Linked DNA regions of Sus scrofa: region 1 is linked to region 2. The links are chromatin contacts, called in public HiChIP or PLAC-seq maps. All regions are on one chromosome and are shown on one strand. Each heading gives the region's core, a stretch centred on a gene start, on an enhancer-like site or on the middle of the called end of the contact. The rest is flanking DNA. Distances are from core to core; before and after follow the strand shown.

What was found. HiChIP or PLAC-seq counts read pairs in DNA pulled down with a chosen protein or histone mark.
Region 1: a contact with region 2 is called in an H3K27ac HiChIP or PLAC-seq map of skeletal muscle, with 6 times the contacts expected there. The contact joins two enhancer-like sites. A contact is called at or near these places in 1 of 47 Hi-C or Micro-C datasets (embryonic fibroblasts) and 1 of 2 datasets of contacts at active chromatin or transcription factors (skeletal muscle).

What each region holds. Positions count from the first base shown.
Region 1 is chr1:169,629,640-169,634,608 of Sscrofa11.1, forward strand. No RefSeq gene overlaps it. Among named protein-coding and RNA genes, the nearest start is that of SENP8, 35 kb to the left of the region's middle. Within about 2 kb of position 3,677, at least 24 of the 83 cell types and tissues checked have an H3K27ac peak or open chromatin away from gene starts, as enhancers often do. A contact at or near this core is called in skeletal muscle, where this site is marked.
Region 2 is chr1:169,448,514-169,453,770 of Sscrofa11.1, forward strand. It overlaps MYO9A (unconventional myosin-IXa), which reads right to left. Exons shown (of 44, transcript XM_021100912.1): 20 at 5,166-5,246; 21 at 3,048-3,158; 22 at 2,069-2,191. Among named protein-coding and RNA genes, the nearest start is that of NR2E3, 92 kb to the left of the region's middle. Within about 2 kb of position 2,613, at least 3 of the 83 cell types and tissues checked have an H3K27ac peak or open chromatin away from gene starts, as enhancers often do. A contact at or near this core is called in skeletal muscle, where this site is marked.

The sequences.
Region 1 (4,969 bases), core at 2,427-4,926, 180 kb after region 2:
TCTAGATGGACCTTTTTGATTGAGAAAAGTCAGCTCCCTGGGTTTAGCCTAAGTGGGCCAAGAGGATACAAAGAGAGATCAGTTACTCTGAATAATAAGATGAAAGAAATCTGAATTTTCATTGGATGCCCTAGAAAAAGAGAATGAGGCTTAGGAAAGAAAGAAGTGGAGAGAGGTTGGTGAAAAGAACTGAGATGGGATACATGCCAGAAACATGGCAGGAGGCAGGGCCCTACTGGAGGACATGGCTGGTGAGAAGTTTCCTGAGAGAGTAGAGAATGGCTGTCACAGTTCTATAAGCAGTCATGTGAGCAATGAATTGGAAGTTTTCTGCTTTGTGCCATAGCTTTCCATTAACCCTAAATCTTTTATGCAGTTTGGATACATCCAATTATATTGGTGGTGGACCATTTGGAAGAATGAAGGATGAGAAGTGGTACATCAATGGGCACAAGGGCCATAGCTAAAGAAACAGGAGACAGCAGACAAGCAGACTGCAACAGGGTCTGACCCAGGAGATACAGAAGCAACCTCAGTTACTCTTACAGAAACTGAGGTATCAGGGAGTTCCCATTGTGGCTCAGCGGGTTAAGAACCTGACTGGTATCCATGAGGATGCAGATTCCATCCCTGGCCTCGCTCAGTGGGTTAAAGGAACTGGCACTGCCATGAGCAGTGGTGTAGGTTGCAGATGCGGCTTGATCTAGTGTGGATGTGGCTGTGGCTGTGGCGTAGGCCAGTAGCTGCAGCTCTGATTTGACCCCTAGCCTGAGAACTTCCATGTGCTGCAAGTGTGGCCCTAAAAAGACAAAAAAAAAAAAAAAAAAAAAAAAAAAAAGAAGAAGAAGAAGAAATTGAGGTCTCTGGACTGACCACAGTGGTTGGAAACAGGGCTCAGGGAAGCATGAAATTGTTCATAGTTGTCCAGATTGGAAACTTGGTTATATTCAAATGAGAAAGAACTTTTGCTGAGCCATAGTAAAAGAAATTTGGTTTATTAGCAGCATTTGTCAATTTCCTCCTTGCCGTATGGTAATTGGCTTCCAGAACACCAAACTCTTTCAGGTTTCCTCCTCCTTTATCAGGCACTCATCAGTTTCCTTTGCTAGTTCCTCCTTTTCTTCCTGAACTCTTAATGACAGTGTGCCACAGAGTTCAGTGCTCCATACTTTCCTCTGTCAACAGACACAGTTGCTTGGTGATCTCACCCAGTTTCATGCTTTTAAATACCATGCCTGTGTTGACAGTTCCCAAATTTATATTTCCCAGACTTCTCTCCTCAATTCCAAAGCCACATATCTCTTGCCCACTCAACATACCCACTTGGATATCTAAAACTCATCCCAAACTTGTACATTTCTGATCTTCCTTCCAAAAATGACACCACTCATGGCTTTCTCCATCTCAGTTGGTGGCAACTCTATCCATCCTGTCAAGCCAGAAAACATGAGTCATCCTTTATGACTTTTTCTGTTATCCTCCATCTCTAATTTGACAGGAAATTCTGTTGTTTTTACCATCAGAATATATCCAGAATCTGCCCATCTCCACCATTTCTGCTTCTAACACCTACATCAGAACCACTGTCATCTCTCAACATGATCGTCGCGAAAGTCTCCTAACTGACCTCCCTGCTTCCACCTTTCCCTCCCTCATAGCTAACAGTGATCCTTTTAAAGCCTACATAATAAAAGTTTATTATTCACTCTTTTGTTCTCATTTCATTCATAATGAAAGCCAAAGTTCTTACAATAGTCTTAACTGATTTTCACTGATTGCTGCTTTAGACAGAGACATAGCTCTTCATCGCAAGGCCAGGCTTTATCTATCCACTCTACCAATGGCCAAAAACTCAGTGTTTGAAGGGCGAATGCAAACCTAGTAAAACTACAGATCAGTTGCTTCTCTGCCTGCAGACAGATGGAGCATTCCTTATTCAAAGTGGCCGTTAAGTAAGATGTGACTTAGAGGGTGAGGGGTAGAGAGAGAAATCCTGATATCAGCCACTTTCTTGCTAATGAGTTGAGAAAACATTATCTGTAGCTTTGGAGTATCCTCTAGAGGTTTCTAATATGCAGAATGATCTACTTCTGAAGTCTCTTTTTTCTAGGCCGTTAAGTTCTTTGGCATTAATGATGAATTTCCTATGGCAAAGAAAGCATTTTGACTTTTGTCAGCTGTTTTAAACATCAATAGATTGATGCAGTTGGTTGAAACTACCTGCCAACATTCTGAGGCCCAAGCCCTTACCTCCTGCCTTCTAGACAGGCAACTTTGCTCCCCAGGGGACATCTGGCAAAATCTGGAGATGTTTTTGGTTGTCACAAGTGGGGTAGGGAGGTGCTACTGGCATCAGGTGGGCAGAGGCCAAGAATGTGGCTAAGCACCCTGCAATGCCCAGGATAGCCCCCCTCTAACAAAGAGTTATGCTGTCCAAACGTCAGTAGTGCTAAGGTTGAGAAATCATGATCTAGACTGTTCTGGTGGGCTTTTACTCTACCTCATGCCCCACTGCCAAACCTACAATCCTAAACCATCACATTTTTCCATCACTCTTGAGCTCCAGCCTGAAAGATGGAGTCTCCTTCCCACCCTGGCATTTAGATCCTGAGGGATTTTGATTACTTCTGTATCCATTCCTCAGGACGAACTCTGCTTCTTGTAAGGTTTCATCAGCACCATACTCCCTCTGCACTACCATGCTTCTACTGATGTTACCCACCCCCCAAACACATCCTGTGAGGTTCCTCCCTCATCTCTCCTCTGATCCAAATCTTACTCATCTTTTGGAGCCCACACATGTGGCACACCCCTCTGCCACTGAGTCAGTCTGTACCACTCCCTTTTGTACTTATCAGGGCTCACATGTCTTACACTGTTACATAGCTATTCCCCCTATCCTGTCTCCTCAAAAAACCCTTTGAAGGGATCCATATTGTATTTCTGTTCTATCAGTCTCCGTTCCCACAGCATAAGGTTTGAAAACTGTATTGTTGTACTGTATTGTTTGACTTGTAGTGAGAGTCAAAGGAGCATAAAAAGCACCTGTATAGGGCCCAGTACCCAGTGGGGTGCTCAGAAAATGATAGAATCATAGTATCTATCGAAGCATACATTCAGGAGTCCATAGAAAGTGCTTAATAAATCTTTTAAATGTAATTACTGACTGGAGAGAGCATGCATTCAGGCTAGCCTGTATTTGGAACCAACAGCAAAGAAAAACTTCCATCAGAAATCCTACACCCATTAACACGCCTTCATGCTAGAGTGAATCCAGGAGCAGTGGGTGTCACATTTTCCCAAAGAGGAGCCCAAGCCAACCTTTCTGCATTTTAACAAGTTAATGAACAGCTTGTGAGTAACACTTTGCCCACTCTGTCCCAATTTAGAAGGCTGCCAAAAGGATAAAATGTCAATATGCCACTTTCTGCTTTGCTGGGGTGCCAGCTGCGTCCTGCTGAAGTGCTTTTGCCCTCAGCCACTGGAGAGTCTGATGTCCTTAGAGAATTCAGTACCAGTGGGATGAGTCTGCAGTGAGGGCCCGGCCTTTCCTCAAACGGAAGAGAGCCTTGTCTCAGATCCTGTGAGAAGTGAGTGGGGCATGGTATTCCGAGCAGCCCAGGGTTGGCTCTTGGCCAGGTACTGAGTGGCAAACAAGAAGGAACACATTCCAGGAAGGCAAGGAGCCCTGCCAACGCCAAGGCAGCCTGGCCAGCAGGGCCTGCTGGGCGCCAGGTGCTCCTCAGCCCTGTGGAGGTCAGGCATGCAGAGGATGAACTCAGGTTTCTCTGGATTATCATTTCAGAGGCTTAAACGCCTCTCTCTCTTCACTTTCAGTAGGCAAAGCATATGTTTATTAAATTTGAATCCTCTTTGCTCTGGGGTCCAGCCCCTTATCTTTAAATGAAGGTGGGAAGAGAAAGAGTGAAATCTTTATTGTAATTCTGTGCCCTAATTAAGAAAAGATGCTATTGACAGTGAGGGCAAAGCAGGGGGAAAGCCTGGAGTTTGTGTGCCCTTGTTGGAAGCTGAGCTCTCCACTCTTCCCTAGGCCCCTCTACACCACACACACACGCACACACTTGTTCTTCACACCTGCCACTTCTGCCTTCTGAATGACCTAACCTCAGAACATCTGCAGAACCCTTGGGAATGAATGTTCGCCTCAGAATCACCTCAGGCCTTTCCCCTAGGATATGAAAGAAAAGGAGAGAGAAGAGAAAGGACCAAAGTGGAATGATGAGAAATGGCCACAGAAGCCTAGGAACCTGCCCATCTTCCCTTTTGCCACTGCCTGGGACTGGAGATTCATTTGGGAAAGAATGAAATCTGTCCCTCACTGCCGTGTCCCCAGTTCCTGGTGTACTTTGCTGCCATCTAGTGGCCCAGTGGTATCTCAGCCTGTCAGAGCAAGATGAACCTACAGATCTGGCCTGTCCCAGCCTGAGGCTGATAGGAGAGGCTTCTCTGAGAAGCTTCTCTGCCCTAGGATGCTCTGATTCTGCAGCCAAGCTTCTAGGAGAGCAGAATAACAGGGTCACAACATAACCCAGCTTGATATGTGTCCTAATGCCATGACCACCAGGTGGGAGGGCCAGGGCTGGCTGGCTGGCTAGTTGGGTCCTGGAAATGGAGATGCGGGCAGTTTCTTACTCCCAGAATGTCTGGTGAGCAGCAGTTCTCTCAGAGCCCACCTCACTCATAAATGCCCTTTTTATGAAAACTCCTGCCCCCTCCCACAACCCTTCCTCTTCTGACTAAAGCCCGTGTCACAGAACTGAGGCTCCTCCATGAAATGTATGTATCCCTCCATCTTTCCAAATGTAAAGCAGTTATTTCTCCTTCATAAAGTTAGCTCAACTTAATATGATGATGTGCCCTCTCTGTGGTGCAGGTGCTATGAACAACTCCCTAGGAATAGTGATGTGGGGTGTATGGCCACATTCTTCTGCGTATTATATTCACATGT
Region 2 (5,257 bases), core at 1,363-3,862:
TAAAACAAACAAATAAAACAAAAACCCTAAGTAGTGATTCTCAAATTGGAAAGGAGACATTAGAATAGAGAAGGGGAAATGGAAATATGAGCCAATGTAGTAGCAGTAATAGGTCATATTTTTCAAGGATGTTTGAGTGGGAGGGAAAAAAGATGACAATTATAGATTTTAAAGTTGATGATCATAACATGAATAAACCAATAATAATAGTCCTTTTGAAACCCAGTATGCATCAAAGACCTCTTGCTGTCCAAAGCTATTAAGCAGTTTATTTATTTACTTCATTCTATTTTAAATCTTTAGGGATACAGGGGATACAAAGATAATAAACATAGTCTCTTTGAAAACAGGATTTGCACTTCAACATTAAGAGCAGGTAGTTTTTTGTTTGTTTTTTTTTTTGTCTTTTTGCCATTTCTTGGGCTGCTCCTGCAGCATATGGAGGTTCCCAGGCTAGGGGTCGAATTGGAGCTGTAGCCACGGGCCTACGCCAGAGCCACAGCAACGTGGGATCCGAGCTGAGTCTGCGACCTACCCCACAGCTCACGGCAACGCCAGATCCTTAACCCACTGAGCAAGGCCAGGGATTGAACCTGCAACCTCATGGTTTCTAGTCAGATACATTAACCACTGAGCCATGACGGGAACTCCTAAGAGCAGGTAGATATTTAAAATTACATATATTTAAGGCATAGAATGTGATATTTTGATGTATGTATATATTTTTTAATTTTAATTTTAATTTTTGGCTGCATGCAGAAGTTTCCAGGCCAGTGATTGAACTCTAGTCACAGCAGTGACCTGTGCCACAGCAGTGATAATGCAGGATCCTTAACCTGCTGCACCGCCACAGAACTCCTTGATGTATGTATAAACATTGTGAAATGATTACTCCAATCATACTAATTAACATATCTATCACCTCCCATTTTGGTCAAAAATAAAAAAACATTTTTTAAAAGTACAGATAGATAGTAGATGCCCAAAGAGGAAAACAGTAGGCTAACAAAGGCAAGAGACAGAGGACACCTAGCTAAGCAAAACAAGGAGTTAGAAATGAGAATAAAGACACATACTGAGGACAACAGAACAATTAATAGTGTGAAGTCACAAAATGAAGGTCCTTGAAAATAAGAAAGATGTTTACATTTAATGAGGAGGTTATCAGGGGATTGTTACTGTGCAGGAAACCAATCTAAAAATTATATATATTAAGATGATGATTTTCGGAGTTCCCATTGTGGTTCAGTGGGTTAATAATCTGACTAGTACCCTGTAAGGATGTGGGTTCGATCCCTAGTCTCACTCAGTAGGTTAAGGATCCAGTGTTGCCACCATCTGCAGTGTAGGTCACAGACATGGCTCGGCTCCAGTGTTGCTCTGGCTGTGGCTAGCAGCTACAACTCTGATTCAACCCTTGGCCTGGGAACTTCCATATGCTGCAAGTGCAGCCCTAAAAAGCAAAAAAAAGAGAGAGAGATGATTTTGATACTATGGGTAGAGCGAGTTTAATGGAATGACAAACAGAATGACATCAAATGATGGATCTATTTACTTTAAGAGAAATGTGTGAGAGCTAAGAAACAGAACTAAAATGTAAAGAGTAGGAAAAGAGAAAAAGGGAGAGATGTAAGAATCATTTATAAGGAAAAAAAAGAGAAACAGAACTTTGTAAAATGATTAAAGTGAAGATAAGCCAAATATGATTATGGTTTCTAGCCTAAGAAACTAGAAGAAAGGTGACAGAGAAAAAGAGTAGTTGATGAATTAAAGATAGTAGGGGAATCTGAATAAGGTTATTTTGGGGAAATTGAGTAAAAAAATTATGTTAGAATATAAGGGAAAGATGATTTTTAGGCAGTTAAAATTATAGGCAGAACTAGAGCATTGGCTGTAAACTCTTTTTACTAATACTGACTATATTATTAAGTAAAAATCTTGGCCTAATCAATGCCCTTATGATATCTGTTACACTATCATTCTTATAAACATTCTCCTAGGCAAAGACTGCCATTATTACTTAAAGTAAAAAATGCACTCAATTTTGACAGGGATTATATATATTTACCATGGATTTTCCAACTTGATAATTATCTGGATTAAGATTTATTTTCCTGAAGAAATCCTGAATGTTAAATTTGGATGGAATAATATTTCGGGAAAGAAGCACGTGGAAATGACTCACAAAATCCTGAAAAATGAAAAGAAACCATTATAAAATCACAAGAGAATTAAACGTAAAAAAGATTCTAAACTAGTTAATTGTCCTTTTACTAATCCTTTTCTCCTTAAACAGGATGAAAACAAGAAATTACCTGTTAATCTAAAATATTATAAAAGGCTAATTAGTAAAAAGAGAGATAAGTGATTTCTACAAATTTTGTTATCAAAGGAGAATGAAAGAAGAGCAGAAACTAATTCTCCCTTTGAGAAAGCTGTATTAAAGACCAAAGAAAAAGTTACTTCATCACAATCTGAATTTTTTTAGCAAAAAAAGAAGCAAAAGTGGCGCTATTTCAGGGTATGACTGAGAATGAAGCTTTCCCTCAACAGTAAAGACCTGCTCAGCTGCTAAAAAGTTTCAAAACAATTTCTAAACCCACAGCAGCAGTAGATATGTAGATAAAAATAGCTATGAGCTTTGCTGGCAGCCTCCAACGAAAGAAAATTCTGCTGATTAAACTTTAGGGAAAACCAAGGAGGATTCTTCTTTTGAACTAGATAGCTTGAACTGAAGTATTTCAATTATTAGAATAATCACTGTGAAGAACTGCTATGTTATCAGTAAATTTATATTAGCAAACAGTTCAGATTAAATGAGAATAGACAAGTAGTGGATTCTATTACAACACAAGCTGTATGAGATTGCTGCCACTCAATGGAAATGAGTATTCTCTATCCCTCTTTAATTCTGCATACAAAAGATGGAATGGAAAGGAAGAATAAAGAGAAACAAACAAGTGAGCCCCAAATTTAAAAAAAAAAAAAAAGACATAGGAATAATTTACTTGATGTACACATATATTTAAATATCACTAAAGCATAACCTGGAAAGAGTATTTGCAGCTGTAGCCTGACTGGCGAATTCGAACTGTCTCCAGCATCCCAGTGTACCGAAGCTGTCTAAGTACCAAGGCATCATTGAACCTTAATGGCAACTAAAACAAAGCAAATGGAAAAAAGATCAACCCAGAAGAACAGATCTCCAAATTAATGTTTGTCATAAATAGTTAAGTTGTGAATTTCTAAGAACTGACTGGAGGTTGTCTGGTTAAGACGCATTAGAGGCAACAGGACAATCTTACCTCCCCAAAGGTAGCTTTGACTCTAGGGAAAAAGGAGGCACCCATCTTCCAGATTCTCTAGTTGCAGAAGCAGAGGACCTTTAAAGGTCAAAAGGATGAAGTTGCCCACAAGCCACATAGTTTAGTCACTATGTGACAAGATTAACCTGTCTGTAACAATTTGTAACAAGATTAACCTATATATACTCAAGACTTCTGTATTTTTGTTTTTAATTATCCATAATCTCACTCAGAAACTACCTTCCCCACACTCTTTCAGTTAACTGAGAGCTGATAGATTCTTCTTCCATGATTAGCATAAGATTAAGACGAGCTTATTTCCCTAGTTTTTGCTGATGATACTGGTATGACGCAATGAAAAACAAAAAATTCCTACAGTCCTTGAGAATTGATCTCTCATTGCATTGACATTGACAGAGAAGGGGCTCATGGAAGGTATTCACTCATCACCAGTTACAACACTCTGTCAATCCCAGGTATCTTAGAGGCATGCTTTTAGACTTTCAAAAAAGGATGTATTTTGAGCTTCTGATATTTCTCTCTATTCTCTAAACATCATTTTCAATTATCCACTAAGACAACCCCAGACATTTTCCTACGGAGAGATGGGGTATATTAGCTGTCAAGAAAAAAAAAAAAATTAAGTGGGCAAGTTATATTAAATAATAACAGCAGTTAACATTCATTTAGTACTTACTCTGTGCCCTTAAATACTTCATTAATTGAACTCTTTGTTTAGCAAGTTCTCAACAATAGGGACTCAAACTTCCATTTATTTTTTTATTTTTTATTTTTTTTTTTTGTCTTTTTGCTATTTCTTTGGGCCGCTCCCGCGGCATATGGAGGTTCCCAGGCTAGGGGTCTAATCGGAGCTGTAGCCACTGGCCTACACCAGAGCCACAGCAACGCAGGATCCGAGCCGCGTCTGCAACCTACACCACAGCTCACGGCAACGCCGGATCGTTAACCCACTGAGCAAGGGCAGGGACCGAACCCGCAACCTCATGGTTCCTAGTCGGATTCGTTAACCACTGCGCCACGACGGCAACTCCTCAAACTTCCATTTAAATGTAAATAAAACAGTTTCCTTTTTGTCACTATAAAAGAATAGCTAACTTTTCCTAAAGCTAGTATGGCTGGGAACATTCTAAACACTATAGATGCTGACTCACACGTACTCACAAAACACTATAAGGTTGGTCCTACAATTACAGTATATTCTTAAAACAGATGAAAATATTTAAGGCACAGAAAGGTTAAGTATCTTGCCTAAGGTTACAAAGCTTGTAACTAAGAGAGCCAGAGCTTGCTTCTTAAGAACTTTGAACCTAATTCCTACTACATTTTAGCCATTTTTCCTATAATGGACAAAAAGATGACAAATGTTTACACCTTAAGAGATATATTTTGTAAGCTCTAACTAGGGGAACTGCCATATAAAGCAAGAAGGAATCAAGAATATCTAGAGTATCTTCCCTATTTTAAAGAGACAAGAATCTCTAAACATTAAAAAAGGCCAAGCAAATTCTGTAAGTGATTGATAGCTTATACCTAAACAAGAGAGACTGGTTGTGGGGTAACAAATTTTGCATAAAATCCTTCTGTATGATAGAATTTCAAGAGGTTTTTTGCTTCTGTAGGAGATGCTAAATTTTAGAAGATGCTAAATTGAGCCTATATAAATACTTTATAGGCAGGTAAGTGCAGAAGTAAGAAGATTATCCATAGAAAATATAGAACTCTGATTTCCTTATAAAGATTATAAGTAACTCTTTCCCTCCATTTACTCTCCTTAGAAAGAATTTAAAACTTGGTTTGAAGTAAGCTGAGCTAGAAGCTCTATTTACAGGACATTTTTACCTTTTCAGCATTAGAGCGAATGCATTTTACGAAATATGGTTCTGCTTGACCAAGTGTTTCCATCAGTTTGCTTAATGAGGCCTGCAAATACA